Linked DNA regions of Mus musculus: regions 1, 3 and 4 are each linked to region 2. The links are chromatin contacts, called in public ChIA-PET, Hi-C and HiCAR-type maps. All regions are on one chromosome and are shown on one strand. Each heading gives the region's core, a stretch centred on a gene start, on an enhancer-like site or on the middle of the called end of the contact. The rest is flanking DNA. Distances are from core to core; before and after follow the strand shown. Region 1 overlaps Cpm (carboxypeptidase M). Region 2 holds the start of Cct2 (chaperonin containing Tcp1, subunit 2 (beta)). Region 3 holds the start of Kcnmb4os2 (potassium large conductance calcium-activated channel, subfamily M, beta member 4, opposite strand 2). Region 4 holds the start of Slc35e3 (solute carrier family 35, member E3).

Region 1 (3,230 bases), core at 665-3,164, 610 kb before region 2:
CGCGTGCTACATCAGAGGTTTCTCTTTCCCACAGAGGGCAGGTCTGAGCCTTTCAGATGAGTCACCATCTTAGACACACAAACTTCCTAGCACTTGGTGAACTCTTTCAATGAATGAACAGCGTGGCAGAGACCAGGGAGTGTCTATATAGGAGCATTTGCCCTCATCACCTACAGACAGTTCTCTCTGACATCATCACCTACAGACAGTTCTCTCTAACATCATCACCTACAGACAGTTCTCTCTGACATCATCACCTACAGAGACAGTTCTCTCTGACATCATCACCTACAGAGACAGTTCTCTCTGACATCATCACCTACAGAGACAGTTCTCTCTGACATCATCACCTACAGACAGTTCTCTCTGACATCATCACCTACAGAGACAGTTCTCTCTGACATCATCACCTACAGAGACAGTTCTCTCTGACAGCAGGCAGGGCACTAATGTGGAGCAAGACTTTCTAATAAGTAGCAACAACCACATCAGTATTTTGAAATAGTTTCTTTTTTTTTTTTTAAAGTCAGAAAAAAATATTCCTGTCTTAAACCACAAGGGGGCAGGATTGACGTGCTAATAAACCTACTGTTATCTGAGTTCTCAGCAGATTACAGGGACAGGCGGGTGGAAAAATATTCTTGATACGGCCTAATTAAATGGACTCATAAACTCAATATACCATTGCCAACGATGCTTATGCTATTATTTATTACTTATTATTTATCGGGCTGCACAGCTTCTGCACACTAATACCGTATTAAACATGGCATGCGAAGCTGGCCCTGATTCAGCGCTCTGTGGATCATCCCATCATCCCGATGGCTAGATTAAAAGGCGACAGAGAGGGCAGCGAGGGGCAGAGACATATTCATGTCTTGTTACACCTCCTTGATGATAGTGACGAAGGGTGACTTCACAAAAGAATTCAGAGTGACTTACTAAAGAATCAGTATCGGGAGAGCCTTAATGGATGATGGTTCAGTTATTCCAGGACTCACGGGAAAAGGCCAGCGGAAACTGAAATGTCAGAATAACAACCAAGGACCCAGCACGGTGATTACGTAAGGTGGAGGGAGCCAATGATATGTTTGTAATGTTATAAAGGTGCCGGCAGCACTCGGTTTTATTTTCAAATTTTTACATTTGCTTATTTACATATTTATTGTCTTGGGGAGGCCCCCGTGCTCTATGGCATAAGAGTTTGGAGGTCAGAGGACAGTAGTCAGGTCTCTCCTTCCACCCTGTGGGCTCCCAGGATGAACGGAGGGCACCAGGCTTGGCGCAGGCGCATTTACCTGCAGAGCCACGCAGCGGGCTACAACTAGGCTTCTGATTGAAGATGTTGCAAGAGTACATCCGGTTTTCCTGATCTTTTTGCCAGATTTGCATATCATTCCATATGTAAAATTGGGGGAACTCTGGGCTTTTACGCCCTCAAAACAAGTGACTCATCCTCTCTTACGAACGAACAGCTAAGCCTAGCATCTCTCACACACTGTAGATAACACGTTGAGAATTCAAACCCTTAGTCCTGGCATAGAAAACCAGGTCCAGCCCCAAGTCCCCGGAGGAGGTTTTGTATATGCTCGACGCAAAGGTTCTACCCACGCTGTGAGTGTTAACAAGAAGATATAGGACACAAACCTAGGTGCACCTGTTTTATATATTCGATCAAAGAGGCTTTGTTATCGTTCCAAAAGAGCGGCAGCTTCTCCTCGCGAGGATATTTACAGCACGACAGCTCCAGGGTAATTTCAAAGCACTGGGCCCAGATGTAGTTGTAATCTTGCATTCCCCCTGCAAAGCAAGCACATCTCATTTTTGTTAAGGACCAGTGGTGGAAGGGAGCCAAGTATCACGTGCCCGGGAGACGAGCGAATGAGAAAAAGAGGCATTGGCTGTGAATTAACACATCCGTCACGTGGGGCTTCACAACTCATCACGTGATCAGACAGACACGGGGTCCCGTGAGGTAGCTGGGGTGCAGCTGACTGAAACTCAGTTATGCACCAAAATTAAGTCAGAGATGGGAAATGATTTCCCCCTCCCTTAAAATCCTACATTTCAAGAGCACCCCTCCCCCTTAAATTGCATTCTAACTAGAAAGGAGTAGGGGCGTGGTTAGAGGGTAGAGGCTACATTTTATGTGGGTACAGGCTGTTTTTAAGAAGAGGTTCAGAGGAGGACAGGACACGGTGTAAATGGGGCACTCATGTTCTCAAAGACATTTTAAGTTAAAAATATTGCAAAAAGGAAAATTTAGTTTATTGACTCTACTGCAAAAAGGTAGTGGGATAAACAGGCTGGGAAAGACAGCAGAATATGATTGTTTTTTAAAGTATTTCTGTAGGGCTGGAAAGACGGATACTGGTACTTTCCCAGCAAACTTGAGTTCGGTGCCCAGTACCCGCATCAGGTGGCTCCAGGCCAGGGGATTTGACCCCTTTCTTTTGGTCTCCTGCACACATGTGGCATAGACTCACACAAACATACACGCATACACAAAAAACAAAACGAAAAAAGCAGATCTTTAAAAATATTTCTGTAAACTATAAAATTAATTAAACTAAAATCAGAGACACTGGTTTTAGAGGAATAATAATAATGTTTATATTACTGAGTTTTCAGGGGTTGTTTTTTTAGATTCTTTCCTAAGATCTTTATGCCATCTCATGGAATCTGTCTGAACAGTCCTTGAGGGCAGCAGGTCCAGGGACTCCTGCCCATGGGTGGCAGAGAGCAGGGTGCAGCCTTGTGGCTTTGGTCTTCTTTATGACAAGATGTCTCTGAGACTCAGAGAAGATGCTACTGACTTTAGGAAGGCTCAGACACAGGTGCGTGTGGCTTCCAGCTGTCACTGCTCTTGTGTGCTTTATAATTCTTTGACATTAGGAGACCCTAAATTCAAAGGGTTATAGTTACTGTGTATTTTACAGGGCATGAAATTTCGTATATGACATCTCTGGATTTATGTGTCTTAAAATTTCATGTCTGAAAAATGTGTATTTAACAGAGAGGATTTTATTTCCTGGTGGTATGTTATATTTTATACGAATGACAGCTTAGATTTGATGAAATGAAGTCCCCCCCCCCCCCACTCCTCTTCTCTTTCTGTAATATATACTGAGCTCTAGCCAGAATCTCATTATACCAGTTCAGTGGTCCACCACCAAGCCACACCATCAGCCCTATAGTAACTTTGAAGGAAGTAGATTACACCTTATTAC
Region 2 (3,111 bases), core at 337-2,836:
CAAAAATTAATATTTTCTAAAGAATTATTTATGTGTGTGAGTACACTGTCGCTGTCTTCAGACACACCAGAAAAGGGCATGGGATCCCATTACAGATGTTTGTGAGTCACCACGTGGTTGCTGGGAATTGAACTCGACCTCTGGAAGAGCAGTCAGTTCTCTTAACCCTCGGCCATCTCTCCAATTCCAAGAGAAATCTTTTAAAAAATGATTTATGTAATATATATATATATATATATATATATATATATATATATATATATGAATGAGTGCTCTATCTGCATGTATACCTGCATGCCAGAAGAGGGCATTAGATGGTTGTGAGTCTCCATGGAGTTTCTGGGAATTGAACTCTGCACCCCAGGAAGAGCAGCCACTGCTCTTAACCGCTGAGCCATCTCGCTAGCGCCGAGAAAACTTTTTTTTTTTTTTTGCATTAGTTTTGGGGCTTTTCCCTAGACTATGTATGTTTTAACCATTTCTCTCTTTTTTTAAAAGATTATTTATGTGAGTACACTGTAGCTGTACAGATGGTTGCGAGCCTTCTTGGGAATAGAATTTTTAGGACCTCAGCTTGCTCTGGTCAACTCCACTCAGTTCCTGCTCGCTCTGAGCCAAAGATTTATTTATTATTATACATAAGTACACTGTAGCTGACTCTTCAGACGCACCAGAGGAGGGCATCAGATCTCATTACAGGTGGTTGTGAGCCAACCTATGGTTGCTGGGATTTGAACTCAGGACCTTCGGAAGAGCCATCAGTGCTCTTAACTGCTAAGCCATCTCGCCAGCCCGAGAAAACTAATTTTTTTAAAGGTTTTATTTATTTATTATTTATATGAGTATACTGTAGCTGTCTTCAGACACACCAGAAGAGGGCATCAGATCCCATTACAGATGGCTGTGAGCCACCATGTGGTTACTGGGAATTGAACTCAGGACCTCTGGAAGAGCAGTCAGTGCTCTTAACCGCTGAGCCATAGCTCCAGCTCCCGAGAAAACTATTTTTGATAAACTGGAATATTTAGGACTTGATCTCTGCTTTGAAGTCATGTAAGTTATATTAGGGTGCCCCCCCCCCCCCCCGAGAAAACAAATGAAGCTGAGGTAGGGCAGAAGCAGCATCCCAGAATGGCCAGCCTGGGTCCACAACGTGAGTTCCGAGCTAAGCCAGAGCTACACAGTCAGATCATGTCTGAAAGATTAAATGAAGACTCCTTTATAAAAAAATCATTTAGTAATCTATTGATAAATAACTTTCCCAAAGGAAAAAATAAGCACGAAAATGGGAATGGTTGCCTCCAGGAAGGGTAAATAATAGAAATGATTAGTGTGCAACACTTGAAAATGTACGTCTGACCTTAAAACAAATTTTGAAAGATTATATTTTAAAAATATATGTCAGCAGGAACTTGGTTTCCGCGGCAACCCGCGCGGTACATTGTCTCTTTGTTCTCTAGTTCTATTCTAAAGCAGCCCGCCCCTGGCCCCGCCCCTAGCCCCGCCCACAGCTCAATGATTTCCGCCACCAACTGAGGTCCCGCCCCTTCTCCAGCGAGCCGCTACGCTTCCGGCCCAGCCCGCCACGCAGGAGGCGGAAACCCGTGCGTCCGGCTCCGCCCCCCGCGGCGGAGCGTGTCGTCACTTCCGCCTTTCTCTCTTTCCCCGGCCTGGCTTCCCGGCGCGGATTGTGAGGGGTTCTCTCCTCTACGCGGAATCCGTCGGAACCATGGTGAGCCTAGCTTTCGGCCAAGGACTTAGGCTCCCTGCTCCGCCCCGCTGTGTCCTGCCGCCCCGCTGGTCCTCTTGTCTAACCGGAGTCGCAGGCTCCGAGCGGCCGCCTCCTGGCCCCTCCGCACATGGCTCGGGCCGGGCATGAGGCCTGCGTGGGACCGGGTGACCGAGCTCTCCGCGCGGGACGGGAAGGGGGAACGCACACTAAGTCAGCATCTCTTTGTAAGATCAGGGCTGTTTCTCGGCTAGGGGACCTTGGCGACCCCCGGTCCTCACCCCAAGTGAAGAAGTTTCTAGCAGGACCTGCTGGCTCCGCCCTCTTCGGGGCGGGGCTGGAAGGGCGAGTGGCCGTGCTTGCCTGCGGAAGATGGAGGGTAGCTAGGTAGCTATGTTGGTCCGTGCTCGACCGGCCCAATGTTGCCTTTAGTTTTGCCATTCAGACCAGTGGGTCGGTGTGATGATTTATTCCTGGCGCCCATATGAGCGTCCCTCTCCCCATTTAAGTAAATACCCCACTCCCAGGACGGATTCCTGAAATTAGATGGTAAACCAATTTTCCTTTAGATAATCTACTTCCCGATCTAGTGAGAGGCCCTGGACGGGTGTTAACGAGTACTGGCATTCAAACGGCGTGTGTTGGCTTCCTCTCTTAGGCTTCCCTTTCCCTCGCACCTGTTAATATCTTCAAGGCTGGAGCTGATGAAGAGAGGGCCGAGACAGCTCGCCTGGTAAGCCCGTCTGTTGCTTTTAAATGATAAAATCCAACGCTTTGTGAGGGTAAATTCTGACCGCCTTTTCTGATTTTTCTTTTATAATTTAAGTCGTCGTTTATCGGTGCCATCGCCATTGGAGACTTGGTGAAGAGCACTTTGGGACCGAAGGGCATGGTAAGAAAGATAGGGAATTTTTAGAAGTTTCTTTTGTTTGTTTCTAATTTTGCTTTCCTGCGGTCTTGCGTAGTAGTGGCTGGCCAAAATTTTAATAATGGTTTAAAGCCTTTGGTGTAAATGTAGATAGTAACAATGTTCTTATTTATGTTTTTTAATCTAAAACTTACAAATTATAAACCGTTCTCCTGTGTTACCATCCCCAATCTCACATCCCTCTCCAGTGGCAGCAAGTGTTACCATTTACAAAACTTGCTGGTATTTTTCTTTTCTTTTTTCTTTTTTTCTTTTTCTTTTTTAGATTTATTTATTATTATATCTAAGTACACTGTAGCTGGTATTTTTCTGTTCACTTATAGGTAAGTTTATCATGTTACATATTTTTGCAACACATTTTTAAAGTAACATACTGTTTTTTGTTTATGTGTATCTGCTTTTAGTGTGTTTAACTGTCATATAGTGTTCTGGGATATTTGTTTCCATTGCTGTC
Region 3 (2,896 bases), core at 378-2,877, 590 kb after region 2:
GAGCCTGAGTTCATTCATCTAGGACTTGAAAGACAAGAAAAGGAGGGTTAAAACAACAACAACAACTTTATTCTTCCAAACGCAGCTCTAAACAGTTCTCAAGTTTGGTTTTATGATCTTTAAAAAAATGTAGGTAAAAAGCAAATTTAAACTTACAAAGGAAAAGTCAGGAGAATAGAGGCTGAATAAAGGTGTACATCGATAGGGTGGAGTTCCAAAGTGTCTGCAAGCCGCGGTCGCCTTGCACAGAGCTCCAGAAAAAGCTCACCTGCAAATCTCAGGGCCAGCTAAGGGTGGCAATATTCCTAAAGAGGCCAACAGAGTCTGCTCTCACCAGCCCGAGGCCAGGCTTTGCCACCTGTTTGCGTCCACCCCCTAGGGGTCGTTCCCGCTGTCTGGCACCTATTTTTCCAGGAAAGTCCACCGACGCTCAAGGCTCCAATCGTGTTAGCCTGCACGGTCCCGGTGGCGGCGTGGGATCCGCGGGGACCTCCGGCTCCCGGCCGCTCGCCTGTGGGCATCCCCCCGCGTCCGCGCCGGTGCCCTCTGTCGCTCGCCGCCACCGGAGCTCCCTTTGCCGGTGCGCCTGCTGCCCCGCAGCTCCCCGGATCGGAGTTTGAAGATTCCCGCTTCGCACGCTCACGCCATCCTCCCCCACTTAAAAAAATTTTTTTTTTCTCTCTTTTAACTTTCTCCCCAGCCACGCTCCCTCGGTGCTAAGCGTTCGCCTCGACCGTCTCCGCCATCTCTCCAGGTTGCATCTGGCGAGGATTCCGAGAGCAGCTCGCGGCGGCCCGGGTGCTCGCCCACGGGAGCTGCGGGGCGCGGCGCGGGGCGGGGCGGGGCGGCGGCGCCCAGGGCGGGGAGGAGCAGCCTCGCTCAACGCGGAGCCAGGGCTCAGCAGCCCAGTCGCTCCCAGCGTCGGGGCGCCGGGCGCTCGGCCGCGGCGATGGCAGGCGGGCGGCGCGCGCGGGGAGGCGGGCGCGGGGCGCGGAGCGCGCGGGGGCGGGGGCGGGCTCGGGGAGCCCCGGGGTGCCGGACGCTGTGAGGCGGCGGTGGCACCCGGGAGCCCGGCCTCGGGCAGCGCCGTCGCCGCCGCCGGGGGCGTCGCCGGCCTCGGCCCCTTTGTTCTCGCGCGCGCCCCCTCGCCGCCCACTCCCCTGCTGTCGCGCGGCGGCGGCGGCGGCTCCTCCCGCCCGAGGCGGTTGAGCTCGGCGCCGGGGGCGGGAGGGGGCGGGGAGCGCGCCAGCCGTGGAGAGTGGGGGGCGATGGCGAAGCTCAGGGTGTCTTACGAGTACACGGAAGCCGAAGACAAGAGCATCCGGCTCGGCTTGTTCCTCATCGTCTCCGGCATCCTGTCGCTCTTCATCTTCGGCTTCTGCTGGCTCAGTCCCGCCTTGCAGGATCTGCAAGCCACGGCGGCCAACTGCACCGTGCTGTCGGTGCAGCAGATCGGCGAGGTGTTCGAGTGCACCTTCACCTGTGGCACCGACTGCAGGGGCACCTCGCAGTATCCCTGCGTCCAGGTGTACGTGAACAACTCCGAGTCCAACTCCAGGGCGCTGCTACACAGCGACCAGCACCAGCTCCTGACCAACCCCAAGGTAAGCGCGCGGGAGCTCCCGCCTAACAGTGCAGGTTCGGGGCCAACGTCCCGGTTAGACCCCAGGGGAAGAATCGAGTGCACTGTCCTCGCTCGGAGTTGATGCGAGGGAGGCATGAGGTGCATGCACGCATCCCTGGAGCCCAGGGCTCCAGACCTCGGGGTGTGTTTGCCTACTGGGCGGTGGTACGCGAGCCTCTCTGCAAACAGATCTTTTCTGTTCTTAGATTTTTTTGAGCTCCGGACCACCCCAGGTCCAGCGCCTGCGGGAAGGGGTTGCCTAAACTCAAGGAGCAAAGAAAGTTAACTTTTCCTTCCAATGTAGCCATGGGATAGCCCAGGACCCAGGTACTCCAGTATATGGCCTGAGCTTCTATGGGGCTCAAGAACTCCCTTCTTTGAGAGGTTAAAGGGGTCTCTTCGCTTCTGGAAAGTATCTTAAGTGACTTTTGAATTTTAGTTCTAAACTGAAGTTTTTAACTTGAGGTCTACAGATAGACTTGGGATGGTGAGGGTGGGGTCAACAGCCATCAGGAGGAATCCAAGAAGAGATTCTGATGAGGTCGGGTTGGTTTGCTTGGTGCTGGTGGTGGAGGCTGAAGGGTCCTAACCACTCTGAGTGTTTGGGCACAATGAGAAGCTGTAACTAAGGAGTAAGTAGGAGAACAACTTACCGAAAATAGAAAGCCCTTGATGACATATACCAAGCAGCGGTTTCCTGACAACTTCTTTTGTTGTTACAGGGGAGGAAAAAAAAAAAAAAAGAGGGAAAAAAATAGATAAAACCTGGTTAGGACTTTCTAGCCTCTGGAGAGCAGAGAGGGAGACTCAGAAAACTTCCCCGGGGTAGGAAAGCACTTATAAAAAGCTGTGTCCCCAGTCCGTGAACTAATTGAGCCTTGCAGTGTGCCTGCTTCTGCAGGAGGGTTCTTTGATGCCTGTGTTCCTTTCTGCTGCCAGCTGAAGGTGTGTATATATATTCAAGTTACTGAGTCCTTGTACTTCCTGGGGGCTGTGCTGGAAGACAAGCAGAAATCATTCCAAAGAAAATGAGTCCTGTGCGTGCAGGAACATGTTCTCTTAAATGTGACCAGATAGATTAATCGGAATTCATTATTTTAAACAAGATCACTACCGCTGTGCAGAGAAACTCGGGCGTAACTCACTTATTTGGAAAGTTAGAAGAAACTAGTCTTTGAACATATGATGGACTCCTCAATGGAAAAGTCTCCCGCTAGTGCACGGAGGCTCGTTTGCTTTTAAAAATGGAGCTAATCCAAGAACAGTAAGTGT
Region 4 (3,114 bases), core at 175-2,674, 680 kb before region 2:
AGACAAGACATCTAAGTAAACGGGCAATTCTCTAAAAAAAATGCGGTACGAAAGAGGAACGTAGCTGATATGACGGCATCTGGTAAAGGTGCTTGCTTCCCAAACCCTACAGCATGAATTCAGTCCATCTGGTGGACGGAGAGAACTGACTCCGAGTTATCCTCTGACCGTCACACAGGCACCCATACACACACACACACACACACACACACACACACACACACACACACACACACACACGTAATTAACTGTGGAAAATTCATCAAAGAGTCTCTTGTGCCTCTGATGCAAAGACCTTCTTTTCAGTGCCAATTAGAAAAAAACGGTATCCTGGAGAAAACGGGCAGAGACATAAGCAAACAGATCATAAAAACCTATGAAATAGTGTCCAAAACTTAAAACTACACATTAGTTGCAAGGCATGTGACACTTCAATGGGTGGAAGCAGGGAGATCCGTTCTGTGTCATCCTTAGCTCTGTAGAGACTTCCAAGTCTGCTCTATTTAATCCCTGTAACATTGTAAAAGTGGGGGGTCCACGTTTTCAATCAGTGTGGACAGACTTTGAGTTGGTATTTGACGTTTGCAGATGAGAAATACCACTCTCATATTGTAACAGTGTGAATAAAAGTGAATATTGAGATCGAGTCTAGCCTGAATGAGTTCTCGGCCTCGAAAAACAAAACCAAAAATATATAATTTTTCACTTCCTCTCCAGCTCTGTAACTTTGAAACTGGACTGCATGCTTGCTACTATAATATGCCTCTTAGAAGTGCAATTAATATCTTGGGCATACAGGTAAATGTACTTGCTTCTTAGGTTTTACTAAAAAAAAAAAAAAACTTCGTGGGTAAAAAATTCTGTGGTTTAAAGTTTTTCGAGGCAAATACGCCAAAATATGTTTAAATCTACAGTAGACGACAGTTAGTTGTCCATCCACTCTTACCTGTTTAGACGGTTATTTTTGGTTTTTCGAGACAGGGTTTCTCTGTATAGCCCTGGCTGTCCTGGAACTCACTCTGTAGACCAGGCTGGCCTCGAACTCAGAAATCCGCCTGCCTCTGCCTCCTGAGTGCTGGAATTAAAGGCGTGCGCCACCACCGCCCGGCCTGTTTAGACTTTTAAAGATATTTTAAAATATGCTTTCAGTAAGTAATGCTCTGCCCCCCTTCAGAGGATTAAAACAGCTCAGCAACGTGGAGAGTAAAACTGGCGGGGAATCTGCGCCTCCCAGTAAGTCGGGGAATCGGCCACAGAAACTAATCTTCCCTGGGAGCCAAGGGCTTCCCTCCAGCCGAGTTAAGCAACCCAGCGGAGCGCCGAGCGCGCCTGCGCGGCGGAATCACGTGGCTGCGCGGGGGCGGGGCTGGGAGGAGCCGTGGCGGACCCGCTCGGAGGGCGGCGGCCTATTACCTCGCGGCGCAGCGACCGGGACCCGGCTGGCGCATGCCTGTCTCCGGCCGGACCGTGGAGCGGGCGGCTGCGGGCGCGCGGCGGCGGAGAGCCGGGACAGCGGGAGAGCGTCCGAGCGCCCCGCGGGGAGGCTGGACAGCCCGGGCTCGGCCGAGGACGCTGCTCCGCAGCCGGCGGGCATCATGGCATCGCTGGCGGACCGGGTCCGGGGCAACGGGCGCATCGCCGCCGGGCTCCTGTTCAACCTGCTGGTGTCCATCTGCATCGTGTTCCTCAACAAATGGATCTATGTACACCACGGCTTCCCCAACATGAGCCTGACCCTGGTGCACTTCGTGGTCACCTGGCTGGGCTTGTACATCTGCCAGAAACTGAACATCTTTGCCCCCAAAAGTCTGCCGCTCTCCAAGCTCCTCCTCCTGGCCCTCAGCTTCTGTGGCTTTGTGGTCTTCACCAACCTTTCTCTGCAGAACAACACCATAGGCACCTATCAGCTGGCCAAGGCCATGACCACGCCGGTGATCATAGCCATCCAAACCTTCTGGTACCAGAAGAGATTCTCCGTCAGAATACAGCTCACGCTGGTGAGTAGCTGCCGCTGCCGCTGCGCGAGCCTGTCCCTGCCCAGCTACCTGGCTGCCTTTCTCCCCGGGAAAACTGAATACACCTTGCTTATAGCCTGGCACGACGGAAGCCCATTCCCATAATCTTTACTCCACACACGAGCCAGGCCCTTATAAGAAGCTTGTTTGGGGAGGGGTGGAAAAGGCCATCTCGACACTCCGCTGCTATTTAGTAAATGGGTGTGTTCCTGATAGAAATCTTTAACTGCTGGGATTGATGAGGGAGAGAGCTGCCTTAATGGAACAGTTCAGTGTGTCAGGATATCTGCGAAAGCTCAACCTGGAAAGAAAAGAATATCCCCAGGAAATCGAACCAGAAGTGATAAACATGAAATGGTTTAGCATAAAATACCTCGGAATACACCTTCAGTGGCACACTGCTGGGGTGCCTTGTGTTTACATAAAAGGAGATTCGTTAAAATAACATTAGCACTTAGTGGTTTTTTCGTTTTTCCAGTCATAATGCTTTCCTCCTTCCTTGTTTATGCTTATGTGTTAAGTACTGGTTTGGGGGATTATTTTATTCCCTGTAAATGTGTGTCCTGTTTCCTTACAAAGCACAACGCACGGATTCATATTTTCTTCCAGATGTAGAGTTGTATGTGAATCTCTGTAGAGAAGGATTGGCAGTTTTCCCCAAAGAAAACTTACAGTGCTCCCCCACCCCAGCCCCACTGTTATGTTTCCTTAGTGTTGTAAGACATCATTCTTGAATTTAATCTCACAGCATTTGCCTCTTTGTCTTTGCAGATTCCTATTACTGTAGGTGTAATCCTAAATTCTTATTACGATGTGAAGTTTCATTCGCTTGGAATGGTGTTTGCCGCCCTTGGTGTGGTAGTCACGTCCCTTTATCAAGTGGTTGGTAACTTTTTTTTTTCTTTTTGTGCCTTTTTAGTAGACTTTGTAAATTTTGAAGCTGTAACCCAAGGTTTAGAGACTACAAGTATAGAGACAACAGACATGAGAAGAAAGCGTAACTGAGGAGGTGACGAGAGCAGAGGAGACAGCAGCTCAGGTGTGCGATGCCCACCAAGTGTCCAATTGTAAGCGCACGGTACCCCTGCTTAAGCGCAGC

The links. A called contact is a pair of places that touch in the nucleus more often than the background predicts. ChIA-PET counts read pairs in DNA pulled down with a chosen protein or histone mark. HiCAR-type assays count read pairs that join an accessible place to other places.
Region 1: a contact with region 2 is called in a Hi-C map of cortical neurons, with 4 times the contacts expected there. The contact joins the enhancer-like site here to the promoter of Cct2 in region 2. A contact is called at or near these places in 4 of 484 Hi-C or Micro-C datasets (cortical neurons, embryonic stem cells and pro-B cells) and 1 of 115 datasets of contacts at active chromatin or transcription factors (pro-B cells).
Region 3: a contact with region 2 is called in an RNA polymerase II ChIA-PET map of memory CD8 T cells, with 60 read pairs. The contact joins the promoter of Kcnmb4os2 here to the promoter of Cct2 in region 2. A contact is called at or near these places in 1 of 39 promoter capture datasets (embryonic stem cells), 2 of 484 Hi-C or Micro-C datasets (CD4 T cells and cerebral cortex), 7 of 115 datasets of contacts at active chromatin or transcription factors (the 230-238 cell line, astrocytes, embryonic forebrain and 4 more) and 1 of 9 other capture datasets (liver).
Region 4: a contact with region 2 is called in a HiCAR-type map of astrocytes, with 2.5 times the contacts expected there. The contact joins the promoter of Slc35e3 here to the promoter of Cct2 in region 2. A contact is called at or near these places in 1 of 39 promoter capture datasets (pre-B cells) and 1 of 115 datasets of contacts at active chromatin or transcription factors (astrocytes).

Annotation. Positions count from the first base shown.
Region 1 is chr10:117,674,510-117,677,739 of GRCm38.p6, reverse strand. Cpm (carboxypeptidase M) reads right to left here. Exons shown (of 9, transcript NM_027468.1): 7 at 1,648-1,800. Among named protein-coding and RNA genes, the nearest start is that of Gm25709, 14 kb to the right of the region's middle. Within about 2 kb of position 1,914, at least 87 of the 459 cell types and tissues checked have an H3K27ac peak or open chromatin away from gene starts, as enhancers often do. A contact at or near this core is called in cortical neurons, where this site is marked.
Region 2 is chr10:117,062,327-117,065,437 of GRCm38.p6, reverse strand. Cct2 (chaperonin containing Tcp1, subunit 2 (beta)) reads left to right here and starts at 1,586. Exons shown (of 16, transcript NM_007636.3): 1 at 1,586-1,732; 2 at 2,388-2,462; 3 at 2,556-2,621. The coding sequence starts at 1,730.
Region 3 is chr10:116,471,894-116,474,789 of GRCm38.p6, reverse strand. It overlaps Kcnmb4os2 (potassium large conductance calcium-activated channel, subfamily M, beta member 4, opposite strand 2), which reads right to left and starts at 1,627. Exons shown (of 3, transcript NR_130644.1): 1 at 403-1,627; 2 at 157-305; 3 at 1-24. Kcnmb4 (potassium large conductance calcium-activated channel, subfamily M, beta member 4) reads left to right here and starts at 1,267. Exons shown (of 3, transcript NM_021452.1): 1 at 1,267-1,604. The coding sequence starts at 1,269.
Region 4 is chr10:117,744,668-117,747,781 of GRCm38.p6, reverse strand. Slc35e3 (solute carrier family 35, member E3) reads left to right here and starts at 1,424. Exons shown (of 5, transcript NM_029875.2): 1 at 1,424-1,997; 2 at 2,787-2,897. The coding sequence starts at 1,596.